4 separate regions of the Mus musculus genome follow, and regions 1, 3 and 4 are each linked to region 2. A link is a contact called in public Hi-C data. All regions are on one chromosome and are shown on one strand. Each heading gives the region's core, a stretch centred on a gene start, on an enhancer-like site or on the middle of the called end of the contact. The rest is flanking DNA. Distances are from core to core; before and after follow the strand shown.

Region 1 (4,931 bases), core at 136-2,635, 230 kb before region 2:
CAGGGCTACACAGAGAAACACTGTCTTGAAAAACAAAACCAAAAACAAAAGAAAAACGTAAACCAAACCAAACCAAACCAAACCAAAAACAGTATTGATAGAAACTCTACAGTTAAAATTACACCAGTGATGGGAAACTTCATATAAGACTTGAAACAAGACAAGGACTTCATCTCACCCCAATAAGCAGTGCATTGAATGTCTGGCCTAAGGTAATAAAGGAAGAAATTGGTTACATAGAAGGGGGAGAGAGAGAGAGAGAGAGAGAGAGAGAGATAGAGATAGAGAGAGAGAGACAGAGGGAGAAGAAGAAGAAGAAGAAGAAGAAGAAGAAGAAGAAGAAGAAGAAGAAGAAGAAGAAGAAGAAGAAGAAGAGAAGAAAGAAAGAAAGAGATAACGAAGGAATTACTTTCTAGTCACAGATGGCTTACTTTTGCACATAGAAAATCACAAAGAATTAGCATCAACAACAAAAATGACCTGAAAACAATAAGCGAACATAACAGATATGCAGGGTGTGATGCTTCTTTGTTTGCCAGCCACTAGAACTGCACATTGAACATTTAAAAACACCATTTATAAGAGTCTTCTAAAAATACAATACTTAGGTATAAATCTAAGGAAACATGTCTAAGTCTTATAGAAAATTACAAGCTATTGATGAAGAAAATGAACTGTTATCTAAATAAATGGCAAGTCCTCTGTGTTCACAGGTGGGAACTCTCAGTATTGGATGTTGTCAAGTTCTTTTCAACTTCATGTATAGCTTCAGTAAAATTCCAATGAAATCCCCATGAGTAATTCTATAGGTACTGACTCTGAAATGACAGGGGAAAGCAAAGGACCTCAAACACACAGCATAATCTGAAGTTGAATTCACAAAGATTTGCTGAAAGGGCAAAATATTGCAGACTGAACCTATTGGTAAAGAGCAAACAGGTCAATGGAGCAGGATGGAGAACAGGCATGGATGCTGGCATAGAAATTCCTGCTGTCTGGGAAATGAACAAAAGTTATTCAAAGCAAATGACAATTTAAAAATAAGGTGTTGGCATTTTGTAGGCCTACCTAGCACTTGCACTTGCCTCTCTGGTCTTAACAACTTAATATGTTTACAGACCTCAGGGTGACATCCACTCACCATCTGTAGCATCTTCTCTTGATCATCCCCATATCCAGGTGAGAATTGGGTAATTTTGGTAGAATGGCACATCTTTACTACATACATTGTTGGACCTTGTTAGAGATCCCTTAAAAATACTAAGGATTTTTTAAAAAGTGATTACTTAGGTAATTTATGGTGTAACTCACCGTTCTACTTAGCTTCAGCCTAGAGTAGTTTAGATGAGATATTGTTACAGTGCAAAAACAGTGGAGTTTACATGAGGATGGCCTTTTACTCACAACAATGTGATACTGGAAGATTCTTTAGTATACAGGTTACACAAAATGAGTGTATGTTTGAGTCTCTGTTGACAATAATCAATGATTCTGGGGCTACAGACAAGACTCAGTGGTTAGGAGCACTTGTTGCTCTTATAGAGGACCCAGCCACCCATGTGGTGGTGTATGAAGATATACAGGCATAACACATGCACTCGGATCCCTGCCAGGCCTGGCTCACTGCAGACATTCAGGGACCTTTGGGGAATGCCTGCAACATTAAAACCAAAAAGCCTCAGAAAACTTGGTCATTGATTTCATCACTTTCACTATGTGTTCTGGTTGCTCAGGGTAATGAGGATGACAGAGGTGCTGTCTTAGGTCACCCTGTCTGGAGCAGATCAACTGTCAAATACCAATGCCTAGTGTCAAAGGTTTCCAGAAGCCAGGGCTTCCAGGCTCTCGCTTGAGTGTCTGCAGTCAACTCAGAGGCCATCACTAACAGAGGAGCCAGTTTTGTAGTTTTCAGATTATCACATGTCATGTTTTCCTTCTTCCCTCCTTTCTCTGTCTCTCTCTTTCCCCTTTTCTTTATGTCGTGTTTCTCTCTTCTTTTTCTCTCCATCTCTATCCTTCCCATTCTTCTCCCCCTCCTCTCTTTCTTTTGTGATTAAAATGGCAGTTCTGTACGGTTTTCTGGTCAGATATATATTATCTCAGTCTAACTATAAGAAAAACCTGGGACAGATTCCAGCAGTGGAACAATCTAGAAAATGTAGGAATTTCTCACAACTCTCAAGTCATTCTAAAAAGAAAAATCATGTTGACAACAAAATCTAGTGAAAAGAGAGGCCATGAATTTGACAGATAGCAAGCTTGAGTTGCAAGGAAGAGTTTTGAAGGAGGAAATGGCAAAGCTATGATTCTTAGCTATCACACTAGGAGGCTAGGGTAGCTTATGTATGTCCTGAATATCAAAGCCTCATCAGTTCTATAGAATTCTAATTGGAAAGCTTTGCCCACGAGTGTAGCTTTTAATGGAAATGAGATTCTATTCACTCTCCTGAATTTACCCAACTCAATTACTGTGATGGTGATCTGTCTACAGGCAAAAAAAAAAAAAAAAGACGGGGGGGGGGAGGAGGGAGGGAGGAAGAGAGAGACAGAGAGTCAGACACAGAGAGACAGACAGAGAGAGAGAGAGAGAGACAGAAAGAGAGAGAGAGGGAGGGAGGGAGAGAGAGAGAGAGAGAGAGAGAGAGAGAGAGAGAGAGAGAGAGAGAGAGAGAAGAAAATTGTAATATTCTTTATAAAGGAAGGCATGAAGGAAAGAAAGGAAAAACCAAACCTTTTAGCTTATTTTCATCTGAAAAACAGACAAAGGCCCTGAAAATGTTAAAGGACTCAGAAACAGTCCAGAAAGACAGAATCCCTATCAAAGACAAATCAGCATCACGGAACTGAGCCAAGAACATGCGGCTGTATATTTAGGGTTGTTGTGAAATAGAACTCGACTGATGGTTTTTCTGTTCTCAAAGGGTACAACTTATCTCCACATTAATCTCTTGATCCAGAACTATTTCAAGCCAACTGAAATCGAGAACTGAATAAACCTTATTAATCTTAAGGAAGCTCAGGACGAATGAGGGATAGAAGATTCTAAAGGATTTTTGGCAAGCCAAAGAAAATAGGTTAGAATTTTAAGAGAGCTTGATGGTTTCCGAGGCAGGATCTCTATGCTCTGGGATGCTCCTGAAGCCTGGCCTTGGCCTCCACTGAGCTGCGCTCTCTTCCCCTCAACAACCCGAGCCTTTCTCCTCTACTCAGTATTGGTGGGAACTTAGGAGACAACAAGAGATTCTGGGTTCTCTTGTTCTCAACAAAAATCTAAGTTTGAATCAATACTTCTTCCCACCTTCTTATAAGGAGACAGAGAGGGAGTTGTGGTGTGATAGGCTGAGCTATGTGTGTGGTGGTGTGCACCTATAATTTTAGCACTTGGGAGGCAGAGTCAGGAAGATCACTCCAAGACTGAGGCCAATCTGCATAGTGAATTCTAAGACTGTCTTTAAAATAAGAAAAGAAAAGAAGTAATTAAAAAAAAAACAAGAAAAGTTTGAAAATAGGTCATAACTTGGAGTTTAATGACCTATGAAGGATCCTAGATGAGATTGTAGGATGAAAAGTAGACATATGGGGAGGCTAGGGCTATTCAGATGTGGTGGGACTTAAGATGGCCATACATCAATGCCAGTTCCTAATGTTGACATAAGTACCCTTCTAAAATGTGACATGATAAAAACACGAAGCTAGATCTAGTGTACTCTCTCTATAGATGAGTACAGTAATTTTTTAAATCAAAACCCTTTTCAGAATAATGTATTCATTTAAGAGAAATTAACCCTAATTTTATTCTTCAAAGGCTGAACTGTGAACTATAAATAACCAAGTTAGTTTCCAAACCTGTTTATGCCTGTTATATTTTGTTATGTGATTAAAACATGTATTCAAATCCTTTCTAACAGGGTTGAAATATGCTGCATGAAATGGGATTTCTATATCATTTAGCCCTAGGAAGACTGAATAGAAATTTTGCTAATAAACTTGTTAATTTTGGCATTCTACTATAAAAGCTATGAAAACTTGAAAGACTCTCAAGAATCTTTTTTCATGCTGACCCATAGAAATTTCAGTAATTTTTGTACCATTGCAAATAAATGTAATTGGAAAAATTCCCAAAAACATAGATTTAGGGATGTTGCTCATACTACAAAGTCACACAGGAATCCCTCACGGGATACTCATCTGCGTAATGTCCCTTTTAACCAAGGACTGTCCCCTGATCTTACTACATTAAATTAATTTTAAATTTGTTTACTTATATTTTATGTGCTTGGGTATTGGTATGTATGTATTAAATATGTACCATGTGAATGCAGGAAACCACAGAGGCCAGAGGAGGGTATTGGATCCCCTGGGACTGAAGTCACAGGTGGTTATGAGCTCCCATGTAGGTACTGGGAACCAAATCTGGGTCCTCTGAAGAGCAGCAACTGTTTATAACTTCTGAGACATCTCTCCAGCTTCTTATATTAAAAAGATTTAATTCTGTATAAAATGCTGTTTTCCACCTACTTTAATCTCATACATGCATGAACATGACTTGTACTTGGGTATTAGCACTGGTGGCCTATCACTGGTCAGCATTTGGTACAACCTTTCAAAATAAAGGCATTAAACTTCAACTACATGCCAGTAGATGATGCTTAATTCAACATATGATAGCCTTTGGTATTTGCACGTGAGGGAGTCTATGTGGATGTCTGGAGGTCCATAAATCCTGCATATTTCTCCTCTACAACTAAGAAGAGAGAGTAGAGATTTTCTGAGTTACTCTGCCTATCAAAAGACATACAGGACCTGAATGCCCAGGTACTTTTCTCTTAATGATAGATGATGGTCTCTTGCTTCTGGCCAGTTATGGCAGAAAACAGGGTCCTATCATTAATCAAGGAGAAAGAAATAATAAAAAAATCAAAAGGAAAAGC
Region 2 (5,395 bases), core at 767-3,266:
TTTCACCAACTTTGCTGTGCGTGCTGAAGTTCAACTTGCCCCTGGCCTCAAGACCTGTATTACCCCTTTGCCTAACTACTAACCTTTGCTCACAACTCTTACTGAATATTACAGTGGACATGGCACCCAGTTGCTTCTCTGTGGCGTGACTGTAGGCTTTGTAACTCACAGCTGTGTGTGTGTGTGTGTGTGTGTGTGTGTGTGTGTGTGTGTGTGTGTGTGTGTAATAATCAAGACTGAGAGCTGAGAACTACTAGCCTGTATGGTAGTAGAGAGTCCAGGAGGCAGGGGTGCTAAACACCTCTACATCACGTTTTAAAGTGAGGACTCCTCAGGAGACAAATGTTGGGAGTTTCAAAGACTTTCCCCAAAGAATTAATCTACTTGTCAGTGAAGTGCCTGAAAGGACTGGAAGAATCTGCCGGGGGTTTTTATCAAGCAAGAACTGGGAGTCCAAAAGGCTTGCCATGCATTTCAGAGACCTTCTTGTCCCCAGCAACCTCTATCAGCTAGGACTGCTTAGACAAATCCACCAAGCCCCAGGAGAGGAGAGATGTGGCCTGTGGCTGCTCTTGGAGACGATCCCTCCGGTCCCTCCGTGTCCCTCTCAGGTTTTGCGTGCATGAAGCCAGGAGAGCAATTACTTCCCTAGAAACTCCTGGCTGTCCTATCCTTGGGCCAAGCTGAGCTCCGGGGCAGCTTCGCCAGAGTTCTCATTCTGGATCACCAGCATTAAATACCTTTCCGCTGTCCTGTGTGGCCCAAGTCAGCAGACTATGATGTAGCCCAGCCAGGGACCCTGCTTCAGCCAGGCAAAGAGCGTCGGAGCTTTACACTTGAATGCAAAGCGCTAGCTTGGCTTCCTGTAAACTTGCTATTTCCACACCCCACACCCCCCAAACGAGATCTGTTCCCCCAAATCATAATGCGACTAGCCCACAGCGTCCTGGTCTCGAGGGCCAGCGTCCGAACTCCAGTTCGGCGGCCGGAACAGAAAACAAAAGAGTTACAGAATAATTTTCACGGTGTGGGAACGCCGGATCCTCCGGGGTCCCTGCACCCCGACTCCTAGCTGCTCCTCTGGCAAGTGATCCGGAGCAAGGAAGCGATGCCACGAGCCCCCGCTGTCCAAGAAAGGGAGGGAGAAGAAGGAACTAGAATATAAACTGAATTCTCCTACTCTGCCTCAGTTCCCAGACCCCAGACACACCCCCAAAGTATTCCGTGGGTTTTCTCTCTCGATCTCTCGCTTTTTTTTTTTTTTTTTTAAATGTCTCCCGGCAAACCTAAGCAGGGATCCTTAGTGGCGAACAGCAGGAAGGAAAGAATCCGAGCAAATCGTGTCACTTTCCGCACAATCGCGTTGTTTGGCAAACCCCCGGAGCTGCTCCACAATATTTACTACCCGAGCGCACGCAGCGCCGCCGCGGGCTGCGACCGAGCGCGCCCGGGACGGGCCTCTGCGAGCCGGCCCAGTCCGCCCAGCGGGCCCCATCGCGGTCCAGCCACCGCTGCCCCCCTCCCGGGATCGAGCCGCCAGAATCGGTGCAGACAAAAGCAGAGTGTTCACCTTGTTGCAATAGTAGGGGTCCAGGCAGGGAGAAGGTCCCAGACAAGGAGCGGCGGGCGCAGCAGCGGGCTGGGCTGGAGGAGGATAAAATCTTACGTCCATTTCACTCTCACATCAAGCAACTCCTTTTCTTTTCCTTTTTGAAAAAAAAAAAAAAAAAAAAAGTGCTCAGAAAAAAAAAAAAAAGCTCAGACGGAACAGAGAGGCGTCTGGGCTCAGGAGTAAAAGAAACACCTTCCTTCCCTCACATCCGTTTGTGGTTTGTTTAAGAAGAGGAAGAAAAGAGAGAGAGAAAAGAGAGAGAGAGGAAAAAAAAAACAGAGGGTGGAAAAGCGCTCAACTCTCCCCCCCAAGCCGTGGCGCGCACCCGTCCACACCGAGCGCGCAGCCTGCCTGGTCCGCTCGGCCCCGGCGCTGTCGGCCCGCCGCCGCCGGGCAGGTAACTTCACGCGCTCATTGTCCCCCCCGCCCGCCGCCCCATCCCCGCCTCCCGCGCCCTTCGCCGCCCGGCACTCGCGCTCGGGCTCGGGGTACTGGGCGTTTTATTGGAGACTCTGCCTTGCTTTGCTTTTAGTTTTTCTCCACGTTAGAGGCCTGGGATGGGGGAGTGATGGAGTGTGTGTGGTGTTGCAGGGGAGATCAAGATCGGAGGACACTAGTGCCCCGGACCGGCGGGGTGCCGACAGAGGCTGGACGCGGCCCAGAGGGTACAGTTGGGGACCGAGAACCAGGCGAGGGACAAACGCAGAAGAAGGGAATGCGGCTCGATCAGTAGTGGCGGGACCCCGGGCAGCGTCAGTGCCCCAGTCAGCACCCCCGGGTGGGTGCCATGGAGGTGGATACAATCACACAAAGGGGCTGGAGAGACTGAGCAAAGGCTGACTGGGGCACCGTGGGGCTCGCACAGCAAGGGGGCGCTGTGGCGCACCCCCGCCCAGCACCCGCAGCCCCACCCCCGCCCCACCCCATTCTTTGAGCCCCCCACCACTTACTCCTGCCCGCTAGCTGCACTGCCAACCTCTGCCCCGCGCGGGAGGTAGAGGAGAGGCTGTCTTGTGGCGCTGCTCGGGAGCCTGCAGGGAGCGCAACCTCTGCCCCATTCTAGTGTGCAGCTGACCAAGGGACCCCAGTTGATCTCTGTGCGAGGAGCGGTGCTCCTGGAGTTAGTGCTCAGAGAGCCTCGGCATTCGGCTTTGGTTCTCAGTGGGAGGGTTTGCAGAGGCTGAGCCTGCCCTTGCGGGACTAGCAAAAAAGACTCCAGGGGTGCTTAGAAGGGTAAATAAGGAAACAGTTATCAGCACACCATGCGCTACAGGGAACACATCTGGGCTAGTTACTTGCCTCTTGGAATTATACTTTCACTGTTGGATTCCCAGTAGCACTCTTGGAGCTCCACTGCCCACCCCAACCTTCACGAATCAGCTGTCTGCTTCCCTGGGCTCTCTTTGTTGGTAGGATAAAGATATCATCCATATTTTGCTTTACTTCGTCAACCCCAAAAACTTGCAATATTGTGTCCCCTGGCATCTGGGAGAGTTTTGGGACCCTGATGACTGTCCAGCGGACATCTTACGTTCTCCCTGAGAAAGACTTTAGAGAGAAGTTAATATAGGGGTGGGCAATGTTTACCTTTCAAGGGTGAATTCCTGATTGCTTCACACCTTAGGGGCCTAAGACCCTGTAAAAAAGTGGAAAATTCATGTCCACAGGTATCTGTTTCTGGCGTCAAAGAATATATGGAAACAGTCTTGTTACCTCCCATCCCCCACCCCAAACCGTTTTTAGTACATGGTGGGTAATAGCCAGCTACTCTCTAGCTCTCTGCAGCCTTTTCCAGGTTTCTCTTCCCTTATAATAGGAGCACCAGTCAAATGCAAAGATCTGAGGAAGCAACAGATGCCCTGTAAGGATAGTAAATTAGCATCCTGGGGTTCTCTCCTCTATGCAAAGGCCTTTGGAAACTTTTCCTTGACTTTGGTTTCCATCCATGGTAGCCTCTTTCTCTTAAACTGTTGTCCTCAGGTCTTCCTTTTATGGGTAGGAAGAACACAGCTTCTTACCTTAAGAGTAATGTGATGGATGTTGGCTTTAGAAATGAGGAAGGATTTTCACTCTGCATTCAAACCCTCTGAGTCACAAAATAAGTGAAAGGGTGATCTTTCCTCTATTAAAGGTCTTTACAATAACAAGTACATAGGTTCAGGGCTTCATAGCACCGATTTTAAAATTCATTTGTAGATGTTAAAGTGGGTGGGGCTATAAAAAGTCTGTAGCTTTAAATAAACACGTAATCTCAAGTTTCTGTCATCAACAAATTATACTGTATAAAGTTTGAGGTTTATAAACTTCCCTAGGATTCATAATCAACTTCTGTTTGGCCCTCGGGCCAGCAGAAAGATGGGCTGGTTTATCGCTGGAATGGTCCTTGCTGTCAGTGTCTTGACTCCTTGGACATACTGGAGGTACCACATCACGTATTTCCACTACCATTATGAGAAACCCAAGGGCCAGAAACCTGTGTCTTACCTCTGCAAGCAACCTGATTTCTTTCACAGGAAGTCTGTGGAGTCAACATGAGAGCTCTGCATGCTAAGGAATTTGAGCTAAAAGTACATTAACCACGAGAGAGCTTAACACTAAAGCATGGTCATCAATATAATAACTTTAAATACCCACCATTGTCTAACATCCTACTCAAGGTCTACATTTTACTGAGTAGTAATATTCCATTCCACTTAAGGAAAATTTAAGTGGCTACACTTTGGAGTAAATACTACTTTAAAAATGAGATAGTTCTGTCCATAGCATGTTGAGTTACTCAATTATTTCTCCAGCCATTTATTTGTATAGTAATAAGCAAAGGGGGGTGGGGGCTGCATATGGCTATGAAAAACAAAATAATAACAAAATCAATACTTAAAACTGGGCATAGCAAGGAAGTAGAGGCTCATTCATTGAGAGGTGAATCATAATGGAAATGTGGCCCTTATACACATTGGGATTCTATGCAGCTGTAAAAGAAAAATGAAACCTGGAAAATGGATGGAGCTAGAAAGTATTATAGTGAGTTAGCTCAAAAAGACCAAAATTGCGTTCAGTCATATGCAGACCGTAGTTTAATACAGTCATATGTATGTATAAAAGCAAGGGTAAGTATGTATGTAGGGCATGAAACTAGAAAGGAAAACGTGAGATGGGACTACAGAGTTGAGGAAGCCGGGAGAGAAGGCAATAGAACACAGGAGACAGGGAAACAGAAGATAGAACAGGCAGATTCAGTGGAAGGGTATGAGGAGGGAGGGTCAGAGAGATGAGAAGAATCAACAACCCAAGGCTTGTTTGAAAATGCCATAGGGAAGATCAATACTGTACATGTGTTAGTTTAAAAATAAGTCTAAAAAAAGAGAGAGATACAGAGAAATAAAAAAATTCAAGGTCATTTTTGGCTACACAGAAGACTGGAGGCTAGCCTGGGGTACAAGAGCTCCTGCCAAATACAAATAAAATAAGTAAACAGACAAATTACAGTAAAATCATAAAATGTCCTGCTTAAAATGATCCCTGAGCTAGATGATGTATGGTCTTTAGAATCTTTTCCAAACTTGGGTCAATGATGTCATGTTTTTTTTTTTGATTGGATATTTTATTTATTTACATTTTAAATGTTATCTGCTTTCCTGATTCCCCACTAGAAGTTCCCTACCCCATCCCTCCTCCTCCTGCTTCTATGAGGGTGTGCCCCAAACATTCACCCACTCTTGCCCTCGCATTCTCCTACACTGGGTTATCGAGCCTTCACAGGACCAAGGGCCTTTTCTCCCATTG
Region 3 (5,048 bases), core at 711-3,210, 210 kb after region 2:
AGGAATTTGGGGAGATGAGGGAATGGTATGCTGACAGTGTCTTGTATGCAGTGCTGGATTGATTCTAGGGTGTTTCATGCATGCTAGGCATCCTGTCTACAGCTGATCACTGGGAACCACATTTTAACATTTTTTTTTTTTTTACCATATAGGTCCAGCACCTTGCCTAGACTGATCTGAAACTCCCTATGTAACCCAGGTAGGCATTGAGTTGTGAGCTTTCTGCCTCAGTCTCCCAAGGTTCTGGCATAACAGGCTACCATAATCAGGCCTCCAGTTTGTTAATAATTGAGTAGACTAGATTGATTTTGATTCTAGAGTTAAAGAGGAAATAAAGAGTCTACATGACCCCACGGGATCTGAAGCATTTTCTGCGGCTCCACACAGAGAACATTGTGTGCCGTAAACTTGTCTTGCTGGGTTCTTCCTTCTCTGAACATTTTTAGCTTGTATCACAAAAACTAACTGCAGTGTGTGTGTGTGTGTGTGTGTGTGTGTGTGTGTGTGTGTCTCCATGGCCATTTTTAAGTTTGAAAGTTTTTTTCATATATTTTGCTTTTGACTTTGTGCAGCCTCCAAAGCTCCACACGGTTGAGAGGAGAATGATGCATCCTTTAGTTTTTGCCCCTTCCTAACATGCCTAGTTCTTAATGTACGCGTTGTTCGAAGAGGCAAGTGTACTTGGAGTATATCCCTGATGCTCATGGAAGTGAGTTAAGTTAAATTCGTTGTGTTAGTTTCTCCCTGAATCATGAATTCTGTCTTAGCTTGTGATGGTGACTACAGGGAAGCACTAGTACTAGATGTCATAAACTACCTAACACATTTGCTCAGAGATCTCAAAGTTAAAATTTGCTGACAGGGTGGGTTTCTAACAAGGCCTCCGCCTAACTTGCAATAGCCATCTTCCTATAGGCCATGAGTAAAAGTCCATGCCTGATATCATGAATACGCTTTCTTTATCAGCATAGCACAAATAAAGGAGGACCCGTGTAAACCTCATGTGATGCTAATTTACTCTGTACAAGTCTCTAAATATAGTCAGTGAAGTGAGGGCTTCAAAATTGGAATACGAGGGAGGATAATTCAGTTACAACAAATGTTAAAGGATAATTCTTTTGAATGTTCCATAGGTAGACTGTGATATATTGGGGTAGAAATATAGGGGTATGTAAGCACACTGCACAAGTCTTACTGTCAGATTTAGCAATTTAATCTGACATTAAGTTCCACACACTCATTATTTCTTATGCTGAGTAGGGTGTGCCTACGTAACTAAATGTAGTGTTTTTTTTTTCTCATTTTGTATCTTTAGGTTGTAAGGACACCTAAAGGTTGTGTCTCTCCTGACAAATAATGTAAAAAAGTGAGACTAGTTTTAACACCTTAAAGGAGGACCAAAGATTTACAATGCTAGTGTTTTTCACACACTTTCAAGTGCATTGAACTTTCTTTGCAGTGTGGTGTAGAAATCAGATGCAGACACAACAGGAAGGAAAGCAGCATACAGCTGTTGCCAAGCAGTCTGTCTCTCCTAGGGCCTCACTTTAATAGAAGAACAATCTGAAGCTTTTAATGATCACCATTGAATGAACCCCCACTGACCTCTGTGGAAGGTCTCAGGGCCATGTGTCCTTTGTCTAAAGGAATGCATCCATGTAAAGGGTAGTCTTGGTCTCTGAGTGTTATGGAAAATTTGGAAGTTATATAATTTTATCGAGGATAATTACTTAAGATTTGAGGTAGAGACAAAAACAGAATTATTTTTAAACTTAAAAGTGAAAAAAAAAATTGGCCTAACCTAAAGAACATATGGAGGAGCACATTGGAAACTGCATGTTGCTAAAAAATCATCAAATCCTTCTCGAGTCTCCATATTTTCCCACCACGGTGAAGCTGATTCTAGCCTCAAATATGTAAGTCTCACCACAAAGGTAGCTGAGGATATGACTGTTCAACCCATATCAGAGCAGGAATAGCTTACTGTAGCCAACTTGACTTCCTGTGTTCTAGATCTTTTTGTGAAGACAGTCATAGCTGACAAGGAGAGAGAGAGAGAGAGAGAGAGAGAGAGAGAGAGAGAGAGAGAGAGAGAGAGAGAGAGAGAGAGAGAACATGTGTACACTCATGCATATGTAAACCCTATGCTATGTTATGTGGCTGCAACTGCCAGGATATTGGCAAATGTTGTTGTCTTCACCTGCAAAGACCAGACACCTTTCCACCATGCTGTGTCCATAAAGTCAGACCTATTTCTTAATCTTATACCTATTGCAGCTCATACAGCACACAGTGGGGCTTTTGATTCTAGAATTCTCCTGTTCTTGACACAGCAACGTGACTATTTCCCTCGATTTTCTCCTTTTAATTTAAAGGAAAGCCCCAAACTTGAATTTGTGTTTCTACAAATCATACATACCTGTCTTATTAAATGACATTTTGAAATTTTTCTAGTGCTTTTAAAAAGAAAAGGAAAGAAAAATAGCCTGAGCCAGTCAATTCTTTCATTCAGTGAGGCAAAGCTATAAGCAGTAAGACTCCTTATGTTAAAAATAATTAACACTTGATATTAAAATATTAAAATAATTAACACTTGATATTCAAATTGCAACAGGAAGGGGCACTTTAAAGGGGAATATGTGTTCCAAGGGGGAACAGGACAATGACAGACTGAAATAGCTCTTTGGACATAGACATTATAATGTCTAAAGGATATTAACTGTGACATCAGTCAACTACAATAAATGACTAATTTTGTTATGGCCTTTGAAAATAACCCTTCTATCCCTAGTGATTACACAATAGCTGTGGAGCTTTGACCTGACCTCTGTCAACTGCAGAGGAGTTCTCTTGTTTCTTTCAAGTATGTCTGCTGATAGCTAAAGCTTTGACCTTATTTCTGATGATCTTCCATAAATTATTCTTAGCTCTTCCTTGAAGTACCTATGTTGAAGTATTTTTGCGGCAAATTCACGAACAAACCATTCCTCATAGAGATTAAATCTTATGTGGCCCCTAAAATAAGGACCACAGACAGGCACGTTATGTACTTCTGGCTGACTCATAGGTGTCCTAGTTAAGAGTATCTACCACAAGTGAAAAGAACATTTCATATTTTATTTAAATGACGACCAGGGACCAAATATTGGCTCTGCTATAAATATATCTAACCAAATACTGTTAATGTGTTTGGGGGGGTTAATCTCCCCCCTAACAAATCTATCCCAGTGGACTGCAAGGCATTCTCTTTATAAATCATCTGCCTATAAACTTCTATGAGCTTCACTGAGAAAAGAAACATATACAGTAGAAAAAGCAACCCTAAACAGTTGAGAAAACCCACAAGTACTGAAGCCATGAGTGACTGGCTACACAAGGTATTTCATCCTAAACTACTAATTCATCCACTGACTAATTTATCCTAAACTACTGAACACACAAAATGAAAAGAATGAATGTAGAAGCCGAGTAAGCAAAAACACGTAGCAAGTTTGTTTAAAATCTCTGTTTAGTTTGATTTTTAAGAAGTATACCTCTGTATAGCTTTTGAAACAGAAAAATGTTTTAAAAAGCAAGATAAGAGTTTCCTTTGTTTGTTTGTTTATTTTTTACCAACTAGTATCTTGCTCAGGGTAGCCTCAGATAGTTTCTACTTTCTACATTCCAAGTGCTTGGATTACAGGTATACTCACTCTACCATACTCAATTTAGAGATGAGGATGCTTTTGATCTGTTAGGGTGTCAGTGTACACCACTCAGAGCTCCTCATCTATCAGAGTCTGTATCAGCACTCCTGACCAACATGGTACCAACTACACCAGTCCACCAAATGCTAACTCATTCTACTCCGTTTCATGGACACTAACAATTTAGGCCAGTTAATAAAGAATTAAATTTATTCAACCCCAGTGATATTTTTATAGCCAGATGTTTTATTCTCGTCTATTTTTGTGATTATAAAAATGAGCTATTCAACATATCAGAAGCAGTTTATTATTGGTAGATTTGGTACAGTGGGTGTGAATGCTTCTTATCCTGAGAAATGCAGATGCGCTTGTAAGCAATGAGTAGAAAACAATTGATTGTGGATTGTGGTTCACCTGTGGCTCATGCTCTCTCACCCTGTGGTACATCTGAGTTAATTCATTAACTGAAAAAGAATTGTTGCAGTTCCGTGATAGTAACTGGAGCTATAGTTACAGGCACTACAAGTTTCCATGTTTCAGATTAGAAGAGAAATTGGCTATTTGTACCAGTTTCCATTCTTGTACAATTGTTGTAACGAGAATGGATTCATGTTGTGCCTTTTTCTGGTTCTTTGCCACTTTTTTGTCCTAAGAACAAGATATGGGAATCTCAATGGCCAGTGTTATCTATGAAAGACTGTAAACTATTCTGCTTTAACCTTTTATAGACTCATTTTGATTGACTGGCTATTCTAGCTTTCTCCTAAGTTCTCAATGCAGTTAAAAGAAGAGAGAGAAACAGCTACCCAATCAGGTGGCAGGACATTAGAAAGGTCAAAGGCACAGGCCAGGCCTTGTTGCTGGCATTCACAGCATGGATGAAACATTTTTTTTTTTTTAAAGAAAAAAAAAAACTTATTCTTGTGACAAAGATTGCAATAAGAATAGAAGGTGTCAGATCAAGTATCTATTCATGGGCTGATGATTGTAATGGGAATGAAAAATAGTGCCCACTTTAGGCTTTCTTTTCATAATCACGCTGAAGTCCCCCCATGGGGTGCTGCTGGAGAGCCAAAGTGAAACCTGAGACGGGGAGAAGAGTCAAAAGGAATGGTGGGAAATGATGTATGGGGAATCAACATTTAAGTGACCACCCAAGGGCTCTGCTTGTCTCAATTACAGAAAGGTGGGTGGCTTTTACTGAAGGTCTGCTGAAATCGATCTGCAGATTAACCACCACATGGAGTTAAACAGGACGTGTTATTTTTGTACCTACATTGCCTCAAAATATCAAACTGTGACTCTCCCTTTATTATGTAGATCACAAAATTCATTTCTGAATACCTGTTAAGTTGGAAGTAG
Region 4 (4,987 bases), core at 2,245-4,744, 150 kb after region 2:
GGTGACCCTAGGGAACACTCCTAATTCTGGGGCATATGGACTCTGAACCAGTCATCTTCTAGAAACAGGCAGAGCTTCCACAGAGGGATTTGGACACGAACCCAGCCACAAAACCTTTGACCTACAATTTGTCGTGACTGCAAGTTGTATATATGTATTATAATATGATAACTTCATACTGTTGGTTACTGAAAACTTTAATTATATCTAATGTTTATACAAGCCAATAACAGATATTGGCTTATATTTTAAATTTCACTTAAGTATAACAAATAGCTTCTTAGAATAATGCCATTCTGCAGTATGACCTTGTCATCGAACAACTAGCCAATAGATGTAAACTATCTACCTGATTTGGGGCACTATCAATCTCAATGTTTCTTTGAATATTCTGCTTTAGAGTGGATTTTATGAAGAATTATTTCTACAGAAATATTCTAATTTGTTACTCCATAGAACTTACATGCTTTAATTAATCTATCCGGCAGCTCAAGGCCTCACTTGTCCTGATGACAACAGATAGGAGAACTAACTTGTTCTCTCTAGATAAGGATCTCCATAGTCACGGAGACTTGGGAAGCACATTTGAAAGGAGATGCAATGCTGTGGGATAAATCTGCATGACACTGCTCATTACTGATACTTTGGTCCTCTCCATCCTTGGAGTTTCATCTTATAATTTCTTGAATTTGTTATCTGAATATTTGTGCTGTTGTGTAAGTGGTTTGTGAAATACAGAGAACATTTACTTCACATTTGACTATTTTATAATAGCTTCTAAATAGGAAAGTTGTGAGAAAATGTTCACATATAATGTGTAGCTATTGAATTTTTTCATAAAAGGCAAGAAGAAGCTAAAAAAAAAAACCTCATTTCACTTAATGTATTTCACAGATTGCCATAGCCTAGGACTCTTTATTATTGGAAAGAAAATACTGCTTTTCTTCAATAGGAAACAAGCATATTTGCATCAGAAGAGAATAGGGAAACTGTAAATAGAAGGTTAACTTTGGGTTTGTATTATGCAAACTGAGCTGTCATAACCTTCAGAGACATTTGGGGAATATTTTCACATAAAAGGTGAGAATCTAACTATTTATTCATTAGGATCTATGATTCACTTCTCAGTTTAAAAAGTATCAACATTTCAAAGTCTTCGGGTCTTGTAGGCAAATTCATCACCTGTCCTGATGACCCTTTCATAACTCTAGCTCATACCTCAGCATTTCTGGAACTCCTTATCTGAATAGCCCAGTCAGTACATCCCTTTGTTATATTTTTCTCTGATGTACTCTGACTCTCCAAATAAGAGTATATACGTTTTTCTATTCTAACAATTTTATTTTATTTTTGTCTAGGGAAATTACCCTTATAAAAGAGATTGTTTTCATCAGTTTCATACATTTCCACAAGTTATTTTGATCATAATCACCCCCATTACCCTGGTTCATCTCCTTTCCCTCTTGGTGAATCTCTTCTCCTTCTGAAACAGGTTCTTCTTCCCATGTCCATGTCTTTCTGTTATGCAGGTCAGATACAGGTAAGTCACTGCCACTGTCTGTTCATGATTGCAATGGTTGCGTCATACCCAAAAGACAGTGTTTATCATCCCTGCCCAGTCTCAGGCTCTTAAAATTGTTCCCTACCCTCTTCCACACAGCTCTCTGGCTCTTGGAAGGGGGTGCTAAAGAGGCCCTATTTAGTCCATTAGTCTCAGCACTCTGCACAGTTATCTGTCTCTGAATCATCTGTCACTCTTTGTAAAAAGAAACTTGTCTGATGAAGACTGAACACAGCACTGGTCTACGGATGTAAACACACATGTCTAGAAGGTGCTTAGATTACATATCCATTAGCAAAACATCAGGAGCAAATTTGCCCCTAGTGCTTGTGACTTCTCCAATCATAAGTTTTTGAGCAAAAATACAGTGCTAGGCATGTATGTTGTTCTACCGAGTGGGGCTCAGATGTAATCATAAAGAGGATAATGATCCTAGTCATGTCACTGTTACCTTGGTGGGCACATCTTGCTGGAATGATTGATAAGAAATTATTCTTTATGTGCACTGTACCGTTCTAACATGAATTCTGCATTTCCATGTTCATTGTCATTTTCCTGGGTGGTCTGTTAATGTGATATGTCATCTAAAACGGCACACGCACTAACAGCTTGGTATCCGGCTAACAGTGGTCTTTGGGGAGGCTCCAGACACTTTAGGAGATAGAGACTCCCGAGGAAGCATGTCACCACAGGCATGCCCTGGGTGCAGCTTGATATTGTTGTAGCTCCTCACTGATCCTTTGTCCCTTCTTTTGCATGCTGGGAAGCCTCTGTCACCATGCATCAATGACTATAACATTCTACCTCTCACAGGCCTAGATTCAACATAGCCAATGGCTGTGAGTGAAATCTCTGAAACCATGACCTAAACATATCTTTCTTCTTTTAAAGTTGTTCTGTCTGATGGTACTTTGTCATGGCAATAAGAAGCCTGACTAAGATGCATGGCTTCCTTTTCTAGCCCAGACTAATTGAGTGTTTTATCTCTTTGACTACCTGTTATTTCTGTTCCCTAATAATTTATTTTCAAAAAATTCCATATTCTAATATCCACTGCTACTCCAGTTGTCCTACTAAGAATTGATAAGGTTATACTGATTAACAAATCTCTTACCAGCCCACACTCATTTACTATCTCAAGGCTCTCAACATTGCTAAGAACATTTTTCTCCAGAACCATCCCCAGTGTCCACCAAAAATTCAGTGATTCTCCTGCTTTTTGTTTTTAAGTAAGTAGCTTGATTCTACTTCCTTGGTCTGCTGAGTTCCTTAGCCTCCTGGATCATTTGCTGTGCATGTTGCTGCAGTCGTTCTGTTCCCTGTTAGCCTGCTACTTTCTTTCCTATATTTGAAAAAAAAAAATAATTACTGCAAGAGTTCCTACATTACAGAATGATGGAGAAACCTTCAAATTGGAGAGGGTTTGTATTGACCTTGAAGGCAATGATTAGCCAGGTTTGAAGCCAGGGCTCCACACTCACGTGAGCAGTGTACCTCATTCTATTGCCATAGAACCACTGAGAAGCTGTTTAAGGTCCAAGGCTCACTTTCCCACAGCCTTTTGGGTTTCATTTCTCCCACCAAGTTGTTGATGCAAGACAAGGTACCTTGTGCAACTGGAATTTCAGATGAACAGTGACATATTTTAAGTATTAAAATGCCTTAAATATAAAAGCTACAGTTACATTAAGGAGTACTAATTATCTAACATTCAAAGGTAGTGGGCAGTTCTGCTTGCTAAACTTGGAACGCTGTCTCTAACTTCACCTATGGCTCTTCTGCCCTGTTCTGTTTTTTTTTTTTTTCTTCTCCAATTCGTGCTAGTGAATCCTCTTCCCATTAGCCCCAAAGCATGCTTTGGACTCTGCTCTCCTAGTGCTAGGGACAGGACTGGCTTTCCTCTCTACTTCCTTCCAGTATTCTTGCATATCTCTCAGGCTTTATCCAACTCTAACAACACTTCCTTGTCTTGATTGCTGCCTTTCTGTAGATCAAAGTCTTTGTTCAAACAGTGGATTTCTACTGGTTAAAATTCAACTTGTCCTTTAATGTTTAACTCAACTCTGCCCTACTGGTCTTGTACACATTCCCATCTTCTCTGGTAACCATTTCCCTATTTACTACAGTTTCTTTATCAAAGGATTGATCTGATCAGCAAGGTAATTATTTCCCAACTGGAACCCTATTCCTAATACCTTGCATATTATTCACTGTACAGACAGTTGAGACTTTCTCAATAACACTAAGACTATAACCCATGTTTTCAGTACACCTTCTCTGGTTCCTCATTGGGCCATTGCATCTTCCTAGGCATAGAGTATAACTTTTTATGTATTTAAATTCTAGTTTTCAATCCTTACTTTTCAATGGCAAGGGTCAAGCCTCCTTGATCTTGTTCTCACTTCTGTATGCAAGTCACAATACAACAGTATATAGATTCTTACAGGAGAAATAACCACAATTTCACCATATCTCTGTGGCTTGTTATTGTTTTTGAAGCTGGTTTCAAACTCATAATTCTGTTGGTTCAGCTTCCTAAGTAATAACATTACAGTCAGGTACCATGCCTAAAACTCACCACAATTTGTTTTTATTCCATGAATTGCTTACAAGTATGTTGAGAAATTAGTTTCTGTCAGGTCAAGACAGTTATCTCCAGAGAAAAGCCCATGCTTCCACAGGAATATTTTTTTATGTATATTGTGATGTGAGGAAGATAGTGAACCTCCTTTTTTACGAGTTCCAGTTGAATAAATGGGTAGAATGAGTGGATTTACTTTCCAGGCAATTTCCTTGAAGTAAAGCTAAGCTGGAATTCTATTTTATCTGACAATGATTCTCACGCTAGGGAATGAGGTAAGGATTATGGGTGATTTGGAGAAGTTAGGCATCTGTCCTTAAAGAGATGTTGGTGGAGTTGGAGACACAAATAGTCATGCACAGAGAAAGTGCAGATAATGAAGACTCAAGTATTTATTATGGAGACAAAATGATAGCAGATGCAGGTGCCAAGTGACTAAGGGAGCTAAGAGAGTGGGTAATGGGAGCCGAGTCTTTAAAATGTGACCCTAGGTCCTATTGTAACAGGAGACCTGTTTGGCACTATCTATCCATTGTATGGAATTATTTAAATTTAAGAGGAATCCAGTTACAAGGCATTTTGTAGTAAAAAGCCAGACCCTCAAGAAAATGGCAGATTTCAGACCCAGGTGACTTGAAGACTTGACACATAATTTGAAAATAGTTTTAATAATCACCTCTCCTTTTCCTTAGTCCCAAGGCTGAGTAAATAACAATGCCATCCATAAATATAAATGCCTTTGGTTTTTTAAAAATGATTTTTTAATGCCTTCAGTTGCTACAATGTGCTCACTCTTTGCTGCTTCTTGCTCCCTTCTCTCCTTTGTTTATGATCAGAATGACTTT

The links. Hi-C and Micro-C count contacts between places; a contact is called where the count stands out from the background.
Region 1: a Hi-C map of the N1E-115 cell line shows a contact between it and region 2, with 3 times the contacts expected there. The contact joins the enhancer-like site here to the promoter of Tox in region 2. A contact is called at or near these places in 4 of 39 promoter capture datasets (hippocampal neurons, liver and maxillary cranial neural crest), 1 of 484 Hi-C or Micro-C datasets (the N1E-115 cell line), 3 of 115 datasets of contacts at active chromatin or transcription factors (embryonic limb bud, forebrain and stem cell-derived neural progenitor cells) and 2 of 9 other capture datasets (adipose tissue and embryonic stem cells).
Region 3: a Hi-C map of the MNK3 cell line shows a contact between it and region 2, with 4 times the contacts expected there. The contact joins the enhancer-like site here to the promoter of Tox in region 2. A contact is called at or near these places in 8 of 39 promoter capture datasets (the HPC-7 cell line, HPC-7-derived erythroid cells, frontonasal cranial neural crest and 4 more), 1 of 15 datasets of contacts at CTCF or cohesin (CD8 T cells), 10 of 484 Hi-C or Micro-C datasets (the AML12 cell line, the MNK3 cell line, cerebral cortex and 4 more), 9 of 115 datasets of contacts at active chromatin or transcription factors (DN3 thymocytes, the SCID.adh cell line, embryonic forebrain and 6 more) and 3 of 9 other capture datasets (adipose tissue, liver and pancreatic islet).
Region 4: a Hi-C map of liver shows a contact between it and region 2, with 2.7 times the contacts expected there. The contact joins the enhancer-like site here to the promoter of Tox in region 2. A contact is called at or near these places in 2 of 39 promoter capture datasets (cranial neural crest and liver), 3 of 484 Hi-C or Micro-C datasets (double positive thymocytes and liver), 2 of 115 datasets of contacts at active chromatin or transcription factors (DN3 thymocytes and the SCID.adh cell line) and 2 of 9 other capture datasets (adipose tissue and liver).

What each region holds. Positions count from the first base shown.
Region 1 is chr4:6,757,481-6,762,411 of GRCm38.p6, forward strand. All of the region lies in intron 3 of Tox (thymocyte selection-associated high mobility group box), which reads right to left. Among named protein-coding and RNA genes, the nearest start is that of Gm11802, 59 kb to the left of the region's middle. Within about 2 kb of position 1,386, at least 1 of the 459 cell types and tissues checked has an H3K27ac peak or open chromatin away from gene starts, as enhancers often do. A contact at or near this core is called in the N1E-115 cell line, where this site is marked.
Region 2 is chr4:6,988,820-6,994,214 of GRCm38.p6, forward strand. Tox (thymocyte selection-associated high mobility group box) reads right to left here and starts at 2,017. Exons shown (of 9, transcript NM_145711.5): 1 at 1,571-2,017. The coding sequence starts at 1,672.
Region 3 is chr4:7,197,326-7,202,373 of GRCm38.p6, forward strand. It overlaps Gm33646 (a long non-coding RNA gene), which reads left to right. Exons shown (of 6, transcript XR_390373.1): 2 at 153-199. Among named protein-coding and RNA genes, the nearest start is that of Gm33646, 7.7 kb to the left of the region's middle. Within about 2 kb of position 1,961, at least 14 of the 459 cell types and tissues checked have an H3K27ac peak or open chromatin away from gene starts, as enhancers often do. A contact at or near this core is called in the MNK3 cell line and regulatory T cell precursor, where this site is marked.
Region 4 is chr4:7,140,832-7,145,818 of GRCm38.p6, forward strand. The region is part of intron 1 of Gm33462 (a long non-coding RNA gene); the gene reads left to right. Among named protein-coding and RNA genes, the nearest start is that of Gm33462, 9.4 kb to the left of the region's middle. Within about 2 kb of position 3,495, at least 23 of the 459 cell types and tissues checked have an H3K27ac peak or open chromatin away from gene starts, as enhancers often do. A contact at or near this core is called in the SCID.adh cell line, double positive thymocytes and liver, where this site is marked.